Linked DNA regions of Triticum aestivum: region 2 is linked to region 1. Evidence: chromatin contacts called from public HiCAR-type data. All regions are on one chromosome and are shown on one strand. The core of a region is the stretch at or near the end of the contact, and the rest is flanking DNA. Distances in the headings are between cores, read along the strand shown. Region 1 holds the start of LOC123188202 (protein N-lysine methyltransferase METTL21A). Region 2 holds the start of LOC123188205 (copper transporter 4).

Evidence for each region. HiCAR-type assays count read pairs that join an accessible place to other places.
Region 2: a contact with region 1 is called in a HiCAR-type map of leaf, with 9 times the contacts expected there. The contact joins the promoter of LOC123188205 here to the promoter of LOC123188202 in region 1. A contact is called at or near these places in 4 of 5 Hi-C or Micro-C datasets (leaf, root and an unstated tissue) and 1 of 1 datasets of contacts at active chromatin or transcription factors (leaf).

The regions. Positions count from the first base shown.
Region 1 is chr2A:175,596,454-175,601,737 of IWGSC CS RefSeq v2.1, reverse strand. It overlaps LOC123188202 (protein N-lysine methyltransferase METTL21A), which reads left to right and starts at 2,879. Exons shown (of 1, transcript XM_044600240.1): 1 at 2,879-4,099. The coding sequence starts at 3,020. The coding sequence ends at 3,892. It overlaps LOC123188204 (a long non-coding RNA gene), which reads right to left and starts at 5,222. Exons shown (of 3, transcript XR_006494368.1): 1 at 4,889-5,222; 2 at 4,612-4,719; 3 at 2,152-2,699.
Region 2 is chr2A:176,119,613-176,124,232 of IWGSC CS RefSeq v2.1, reverse strand. It overlaps LOC123188205 (copper transporter 4), which reads right to left and starts at 3,197. Exons shown (of 3, transcript XM_044600243.1): 1 at 3,096-3,197; 2 at 1,412-2,852; 3 at 1,013-1,245. The coding sequence starts at 2,850. The coding sequence ends at 2,350. It overlaps LOC123188206 (a long non-coding RNA gene), which reads left to right. Exons shown (of 3, transcript XR_006494370.1): 1 at 1-769; 2 at 874-1,019; 3 at 1,106-1,539.

The DNA of each region.
Region 1 (5,284 bases), core at 1,630-4,129:
CTTGTTGTCTTGTTTATTTGTTTGCTTGTAGTCAGTTTAGTTCTTTTTCTGCCGTTTGCTAGTGGCCGCAATAACCTATTTTTAAAACTAGGCCACAATAACCATGGGCTACATATTTACTGTAGTGACCCTGGACCTCCTGCGGGCCGTAGAAACAATGGGCCTTCTACGGGGAGTAGCATCAATGGGCCTTCTACGAGCCGTATGATCGATTGGCCAAACATGGGCCAATAATGGACCGCGTTATGGGCCTTAAACAGGCTAGAGTTGGAATTGTCCGTTCATGAGCCGACCATAATGGGCCGTCGTTAATTGGTCGTATTTGATGACGCTATGAAAATGTCTCAACAGATTAACGGGCCACAAACGAGCCGATTGTAACCACGGACTGAATTTGGCCCATAATCAGAAAAGGTCATTAACAACCCATAAGTAACCGGATGCTGAAAATGAGCCCAAGAATAAATGAGCACTGAGAAGGTCGAAAGATAACACGGGCTTGAAAACGGCCCAATAGAATAATGGACCACTAATGGGTATAAAGCGATATACTGTTCATTACGGGCCAGTTTCGCCACGGGCCGTTAATGGGCCAAGAGTTACAAAGTGCCTCATATGGGCCGAAAGACGTCATGGGCCAGACATGGGTGGGAAGTTACAACGGGCTAGAATCATATTGGACGGACCAGATGACGCTACTGGACCTAATTCGGATAGGCCGTAACGGGCCCTAGGTTAGCGGGCTGTAAATGGGCTATGTGCGAACAGGCTATTAACAGGCTTTCCGTGGGCCGGCCCGCTATCTTTTGACCAAATCAAACTGGCCGGCCTTTTCACAAGAATGGGCCTCTGTTAGGCCGTGCCACGTGTCGATGTATCATTGGCGCATTCTGTCCAATGAGTGGATGACATATGTCCCAACGGTGAGCCGCCACGTGTTTTCTCCAGCCAATGATAATTTTACACATGGAAAATCCCCATTGGTCTGGGCTGTTAACGGGTTATCTGATCCAAGCCGGAACCCGATAGCTTGACAACGACACATTACGGTGGATGCCACGTGTCGGTCACCCTTGACGAAAGAATTTCTATGACGCGTGATTTATCGTCATGGAAGTGGACACTACCGTAATGATAATTTTGGTAATGTCATGGAACACTTCTACGACAGCACATGTATGACTATCTTGATTCTGTCATAAAATCGTCATGGATGTACATGCATGACAGAAAACGTGACCTATTGTGACAAACACGTATCATCATAGAAGTGTATTTTTTTGTAGTGATAGTCTCATCTCTAGCCTCTATTCTAGCAACGAGTGCACGAGCATCTAACAAATTCCATGGTATCAATAGATCAACGTAATCTTCTTCCCAATATCAATACTTGCATTCATCCACACAAATTTGAGCAAACAATGAGCTACCGGAATTGCGCCGAATCTGGTGAACAACCAAATCCAAAGAAGTACATACCCCATCTTTTTTACACTTGAATAACACCCATCCAGGATGTTCCGGTGTGGTGGAAACTCGACGCACCACCTGCCACAGGCAGTCGCCGCACCCCGGGCGACGGCCGAGCGTTTCTCTGCTGGTGAACCATCGACGGTAGAGATCCGAGCGGCTAGAGGCCGATTCAATACTTGCATGTGGTGTGGAGGCATTGTCGGGGCTGTATGGTCTCATACTCAGCCAATTCATAGCAAAGGCGCACCGGGCAGCCAGGTGCGTCAAATCTGGCGGCGACGGCGGCAGCCTCAGATTTATTGGTTGTGCGTGAGCGACGGGGCAGGAGAGGCCCAAATCCGGGCGGTCAAGGACAACAGCGGAGCCTACAGGTGTGCGCGGTGGCGAGCGGTGGCCGACGGGGGTTGGGCACGACGGCACCGGCGTAGATGCGGCACGGGAGCACGGCGGGGGAGACAACAGAGTGGAGGAGAGTTTTTCCTCCAAGCCCGAGCGCCGAGTAAAACTAGGGACGGCGGAGGCGAGTGAGGATAATAATTTATCCCCGCCATCAGCTATTGGGGATCGGTTAGGTGCGGTTAGAAGAGTAAAACCGAATGTTTACTCCTCTAACTAGTTATAGGGGGTCAGTTAAAGTTGCCCTTAGAAATTAAAAAAATCATCAAAACAAGTCGAATATATATGACATTCAACACATATGAGTGCAACTAAAGCCAACAGTTTGGCATTGCATGTGAACGCTGATACACAGAATTAGGGCAACCTATTTATACGAGTCTAATGTCTACATTCTCACGGCTACAAATTTCACAAACAATTTTCCAAAAAAAATGTCTGACGGAGTAAAATGAGCCTCCAACGGTCAAGGCTGAAATCCCGAGGACGTAAGCGACGCCCCAGAACGGGAAGGGTCGGATTCCTTGTTAAGGCGAAATAGAGACACACCACCCACTCGACCGCGAACATGGCGCTACTCACGAGGCCCACCAAGCCTAAGACTTTGCGCTGGAAACGGCGGATAGACTCCTCGTCAGGCTCCGCCGTCGCAAGGAGGCCCTCGTCGATAGCGTTCTCGAGGTCGGCCATTATCTGCTTTCCTCGATCTCCTTGGTTCTCTCTTTTTTCCTTGTCGATGTATCAATCTGTTGCCTTTTCTCTTGAATAAAAGGTATCGATCAGTTGGATGCCCTTCGTAGCTCGCTTGGAGAGCTGCAGCTCGACTCCTCCTGCATATATATTGTGCAGGTAAAGAGGGTTAGACTTGACCGACATCTGGAGGGTTAGAGAATCCGGACCTTGTTTGATTTCAGAAAAGACACGACGGGAGGCTGAGACGGGCCGGGACAGGATACTAAATCGTGTCAAACAATGAACAAAACAAAAGACGAAACAGGCTGCCACGGGCCTCAGCTGCAACCTGCACACATCGTGATGCTATTTATTAATCCAATGGCTGTGATAGCTGAGTTTTAGCAAAACCGCCCAAACGGGCAACCAACAAACTCTGTTCGCATTTCAAAAAAAAAAACTCTGTTCGACCACTATAATGGCGGCCGCCGCCACAGCCACCGCCGCCGCCGCATGTTCGTCCAACGTCTCTGTTTCCGACGCCACCAACGCATCTCCCTCCAACACACCCGCCATATCCTCTGCTTCCGACTCCGACTCCGACTCCGAGGATCTCCGACTCCTCCTCCCAAACCTCCTCCCCGCTTCCGCCGCCGCCGCCGCCGCCCCCTCATCCGAGGGGCAGCTCCACCAATTCCACCTCCCCGCGCTTCCGTCCCCCATCACCGTCCGCACCATCCCTTCCCTCGGGCTCACCTTCCAGCTCTGGCCCTCCGCCACCACGCTCCTCCGCTTCCTCCCAGCCTCCCCGCATCTCCTCCCGCGCCCGCCCACCGCCCACTGCCCGCTCAGCATCATGGAGCTCGGCTCCGGGACCGGCGCCGCGGGCCTCGCCCTGGCGGCGGCCCTCCCGGCGCACACCGTCCTCTCCGACCTCCCCGCCGCGCTCCCCAATCTCCGCCACAACGCCTCCCTCAACGCGCCCCTCCTCGACTCCCGCGGTGGCTCCGTCTCCGTCGTGCCGCTCCCCTGGGGCGATGCCGCCGCGATGGGGGCCGTGGTGGCCCCAGCGCCGGCGTCTCGGTTTGACCTCGTCGTGGCGTCGGACGTGGTCTACTACGAGGAGTTGGTCGACCCCCTGATAGAGACGCTGCGGTTCTTCGTGAAGGGGGATGTGGTGTTCCTGATGGCGCACATGAGGAGGTGGAAACGCACGGATAAGAAATTCTTCGGGAAGGCCAGGAAGGTGTTCGACATTGAGGTTTTGCACAAGGATCCACCCCCCGAAGGCTGGCGCCATGGTCCGGTGGTCTACCGCTTCACAGCGAAGAAGCAGCGTGACAAGAAGTGAAAGAAGCAGCTTCTCCAAAAGGTAATGGATGTAATGTTTGCTTGCTTATGCCCATGCTGATTCTACTGTACTGCTAGAGTTAAACACAAAATGTTTCTTGCAAACGATGTGACATTGTGCAACCGAAGACAAAATTAAACAGGAAATCTTTCTTCCGAGCTTGGAACAGTATCACATTGTGCAACTGAGGACGAGAATTTAGTTGTATGCTGGTTTCGATTGTTCGGGTGCTTCTGCTGGCCCAATTTATAGTTGATTTCGTGGTACATGATCAAAGTGTTGGATTGTAGTTCCAAATTTCATGAACCCTCGCCTAAAATAATACATTGCCTGAACTCTATGGTTGTTGACATTTTACACAGTTGCTTCGCAAGCAACGGGGCATAGCAAATTTTGTAGTTTGAGCTTTGGGCATGTCCAGTGGCGGAGCCAGGATTGGAGCAAAACCCGGGCCCAAAAAATATTGGCGAGATTGAAAATCTTTACCGCCTATAACTACCCTCAAAGTACCTCATATCTACGCAAAAAAATACCACATGTGAAAGCATACAATATGGCTCAATTGCACAATCGATCTAGAATTGAAACCCAATGCTTATGGATCCTTAAATCTGTAAAGCTACATGCTACATAGTATGAATTAACCTTTTGCATTACACCCTTTTTGTCAAAAGAAAACAAACTTCACTTGTGTACTTAACATATTAGTAATGCTTTACCTGAAAGAAATATGTCAGAAGTTCTTCTCAAGTGTATTGATTTCCTCGGACGAAAAATTCTGCTGCTGCAGCTTTTTGGTACCGTGCACAAGGTCAAGCAAACAGCTCCTGTGAAGAAAATGAACATATACTGAATACATTAAATCTGTTTCAATTTGAAGCAGAAAAATTGAGCGGATCTTAGACATCGTTGTGTCCACATCAGTTTGAAGTCTGAACCAGCAAATGCATTGAATGTATGAAGAATAAATCTTCAGAAAGGTGTTCGAGTTTTCACCATCATATAATCAAACTGGTCAACACAATAGTCGCCCGGAGCAATCTGTCCAGAAGGGCGGGGCGACGCCCCGGCGGCGCAGGAGAGGCGGCCTCCACGGCACGCGTTGGGGAGCGGGGAGCAGGGAGCCGGGAGGGGAGCACCACTGCACCGGTGCGAGGGGAGGGACGGCTGGCCGGGAAGCAGTAGAGCCAGTTCGCAGCCGCTCGTTGCACGAGTTAGGTCGAGGCCGCTCCTCGCGGGTCGAAGGAAACTGGGAGGACGGAGGACGAGACCACCTCTTCCGTGGTTGCGTACAGTGCTTGCTGGGCTAGACCCCGGGCCCAACTTGAAATCTAGGTAGTTGGGCGTAAAACAAATTTCCCACGCACCGGGCCTGGGCCCTAGGTGCCCGGG
Region 2 (4,620 bases), core at 1,948-4,447, 520 kb before region 1:
TGCTGATTCTCACCTCAAATCCCTTCTCTTGTATCCGAAATCGGCACTGATCTGATTGCTCATCCCATGTATGTGTTTGGGTCGTGACATCCTGCTAACGGATTTACCAAGGAAAGGGATTCTGGCTGAAAGAGATGCGGGTGTGGGAGATCGTCTCTCTAGTCGCATCTTCTCTGTCTCTCTCTCTCTCTGTATGTGATTTTTTGACAGTACTGTGCAATTTTCACTCCAATGTACTTGAGCTTTTCAAAGTTGAACTGTTTTTCACTTTTTCTGAAAGATCTTAATCCTTAACTGCTATCTACATTGTTCCGTTGCCCTAGTTAGTTGTTGTGAATATGCCAGGGCTTATGTTGTTGAATTTGAGTGATTTTGTCTTCAGTGCAATACAAGCATACACACAGATTTAATTTGACGTGTGTTCACGACTATGGCGGACTTGAAGAGAAATGAGCACGTTGGAGAGCGCTCTGTGTTTCCTTACCTGACCGCTCTAGTCAACTGCGCCCTTTGGCTTTGCTACGGCATCTCACCAATGGGTAGCAGTCTCATAATTGTGATCAATGTGTTCGGGGCTGCATGGGAGATCTATTACATTTACACATTCCTGTACTTCTGTGAGGAAGATCAACGTCCGTGGGGATTCATTTATGCGTGGTTCGGAATCCTTATTGTTTTTCTAGCAGATATGGCAAAATACAAGTTATTCTTCAGCTGGGCCTGCGCCCTGTGTGGCAGTTTGGTATCGGTTTCCCCTCTGTTCAACTTGGTACGTACACCAATACCATCTTGAATTCCCCTCTTTTGTCACAAATTACTTCCTCTGCATGCGAATGTTGTCACATTGCTATACATGCTAATGTTTTGCTCTAGGGGACTGTGCGTCGGCAGAAGAGCATGGACTCGATGCCACCATTGCTTCAAGTGGTGTTGTCTTTGGCGAACACAACGCTCTGGCGAACACAACGCTCTGGGCTGGATACGCCTACATGGCTGAAAAATGCGACAATTTCATCTTTGTAAGTATGAAGTAGTGTGTTTCCTGTTCCAAACCATGACCAACTGTCTAACTGTAGTTCTCCACATCTCATCGGCCTCAATGCAGTACCCAAGCTTGGTAGGATTCTCCTGCGCTGTTATCCAGTTGGTTCTTCACATCGCCTTGAGGCAGCACGGTGACTCTGAGTTGGACGAGGCGCTTGTGTAGGTGGCGCGGCATCCGGGATGACACATGAATGTGAAGAACTGCAGCAGGATATTTAACTCATCATCTATCCTTTTGTTATATATCTATATGGCATTGTTGGCATGTTATGAAGTGTCTGCATGAAGAACATAGACATGCAAATTGGAGCAGCTCGTGCGATATCTAAACAGGATGTCACTTATTTTTGCCTTCTGATGATTATACCGTGAATTTGAGTCAGTCTGGTTAAACTGACGGGAGTTGTAGTTAGCTGTAGAAGTAGCTGAGTGCCCCTCCTCTTTCTGGCCTTGTGCCTACATTTATTGTTCTCCAACTCCGGTAAAAGAGTTTCTTTTGGCCTTGTGCTCTAGCTGTCAACCGTGTTAAATCAGCGAATTTGTAACAGTGCTTATTATATTATACGTCATGTGGAAAATTTGATGAATTCTGAAAAGCAGCGACAAAATCCATCTACAGAAGCATAGGAACTCCACAAAACTATGATACAGTGTGCAACTATAGATGTAACTCGCACTGGAGCAATATTCAACATATTGTACGACCTGGTGCCTGCTTATCAAGAATAGAATCTGGTGCCCAATTAGAAACAGAAAAGCATCTACAACCATAGGTAGCTAATCCGAGACATAATATCTGCAGACGCGCCCGCGGACAACGGGCATCAAATCTTGTTATTTGCAACCACAGCTCCTATTTTCAAGACATTTGCGTCGATCATTTTGGCCAAACATAGTTTTGTGCACACGAATACAAATTGTTTGCACTTAATAATACAAATTTTAAACATAGTTCAAACATATATATTGATCTCGCGGTTGTCGGTGCATCTCCAGAAGCTCTCTGCCTCTTGTTCCGGGAGGCGGATCAGAACACCGGACTTTTCGAAATCATGTGTGTGCGTTGCCCCTTCACCCTCATCCTTGTCAATCATGAGGGAGAGACCTCCATGTGGGGTCTAATTCGTTTGAAAAATTAAATTTGAGAATTCCGTCAGGTTGTGTTTTTTATAAAGTTATGTCGAACCAAGGAGGAGGAGTACTAGAATAATCTATTTTCTAGAATGTACTCCGTACATATACTTCCCATATTCAGTATCCATCCGGGTCTTAATAAAACAATTTCCAGCATCTAATCATGTCAGCTTAAGGTTTGGGCTCAGCCTCCGAGGGAACGAGAGCACCGTTCTGTGGCGCGTCACCCGGAGTCGCTTGGCGGAACACGGCGCTCCGCGCGAGGAGGAACCCGATCGCGTGTCCGGCGACGGCAGCGAGGAGGACGCCGACGTTGAACGACATGACAGCCAGCATCACCAGGTAGGCCAGCGCCATCTTCACCGCGTGGAGCCCCGTGAGCGCCAGCACCACGGCCGGCCGGCGGCTGGAGACCCCCCTCGACGCCGCGGAGAGGGCCTCCACGAGCGCGGCGAGCGTGAGGACGATGAAGAGGCAGAGGACGTACATACCTGCGCCGGCACGGTCTCCGGGCCAGTCGCGGAAGAGTACCTGCGCTCGGTGCCCCCAGAAGAAGGCCGCGTGCATCACTGGCATCGTCCCCATCCCAGCCATGTCGGCTGCCGGCGGCGGACCCATCGGTCCCATCGGCCCCATCGGCCCCATCGGACCCATCGGCCCCATCGGAGGCATGCCTGCGGGCGGCGGTGGCGGCATCGGCATGGCCATTTTCCGGTGAGTTGAGCAGAAATGTCGGGTCGACGAGTTGGTGGGCAGTATAATTAAAAAGAACTCGCCCAGTGACTCTTGTCTATTGGAAAGCGAGGAATTCTACCAGAGAATGGAAAGACATAATAAAGGCATACATATCTATCTAACAAGAAAGAAAATAGGAACAAGAACAAGGAAGAGATAATAGCGATAGGGGCATTAGATACCGTGAGCTTTGGGATAGCAGATAGAGGATGTCTTCCTGGTTGCTGCCGGTGTAGCTGTCTCTTCCAAACAAGGCTGCTGCTCCGATTCTTCCTATAACCAGCCTTTATATTGACCTACGGACTGTGAGTCTTATCTTCTCGCAAAAAACAAAAGGACTACGAGTATTATCGAACTGGTGCCATGTATTTCAATAGTTCCAACTTTCCATAAAAAAAAAGAGTTCCAACTAAAAAACAATTATTAGGATGGATTTCCAAGTTTGAGCGCTAGATTTCAATTGGCACTAAAAGCTACTTTTCAGACATGGTATTACTACTAAAAGGGTTGCGCGCGTTTTGCCGCGCCGTTGGCGTTGTTGGATTTCTTAAAAAAACACTATATTTCAAAATATAAGGTGTATTACTTTTCTAAAAAGACAAACCTTCTAAGTTTGATCAAATTTATAGATAAATTTATCAAAATCCATAATATCGAATCAATATTTTTAAATTCATCATGAAATGAATTTTCATAGTCATTTTGTTTAATATTATGGATGTTGATAGTTTTGCTCTGAACTTGACCAAAGTTAAAGAAATTTGACTTTCTGAAAAACTAATACCCCTTATATTTTGGAATTGGTTGAATATTTAGTTTGGTGGGCGGGGAAGTAATAGAACATGTTTCTTTTATAATGCATTGATTTGGTGCACCTTTCGTGATGTGATTCTATGTTATCCGCTAACCAACCTATATTTATGTGAAGAAATTTTTGGACCGGTAGTTGCATATAACATATTGGTGCTACAATATCACATGGCGACGCTTCTTTTTTCTAGGTGCTGGGAGGGTGCGCGGGATTGATATGTTTTTATAGGCTGGTTGTCGCCCGTTGATTTGAAAAATCGTTGGCCCGGTCAAAATCGTAAACCAAATGCAAAATTAAATATCTCAATTGAATGAAAGAGTTTCAAAATTAGAGAACATAGTGAATTAAAAAAATTGAATGGGAGAGCTCGAGAAATTGTTGACCCGGTCAAAATCGGATGTCATGATTTTAAATTGAATACATCAATTAAATGTGAGCGTTAAAAATCAGGAAGCATAGTGTATATTATAAAATAATTGAATGAGAGAGCTTGAAGAAATTGTTGAGCCGGTCAAAATCGGATGACCCAATTATAATTGGAGACCTCAATTGAATGTGGACTCTTTAAAACTAGGGAGATTAGGATTATAGAAAATTAATTGTGAGCCTTAAAAATTAGGAAGCATAGTGTATAGTATAAAATATTTGAATGAGAGAGCTTGAAGAAATTGTTGATCCGGTCAAAGTCGGATGACCCAATTATAATTGGAGATATCAATTGAATGTGGGCTCTTTAAAACTAGAGAGCTTAGTGTTATAGAGGATTATCGTGGAAATTTTTGGACATGGTATTTTATCACTAGTTGTATTTTGAACCATGTGTATTCAAATATTATACTTTAGACTATGGAAATGATAACATTCTCTCAGCAATTGTGTTGGTTGTCGTTTGATAT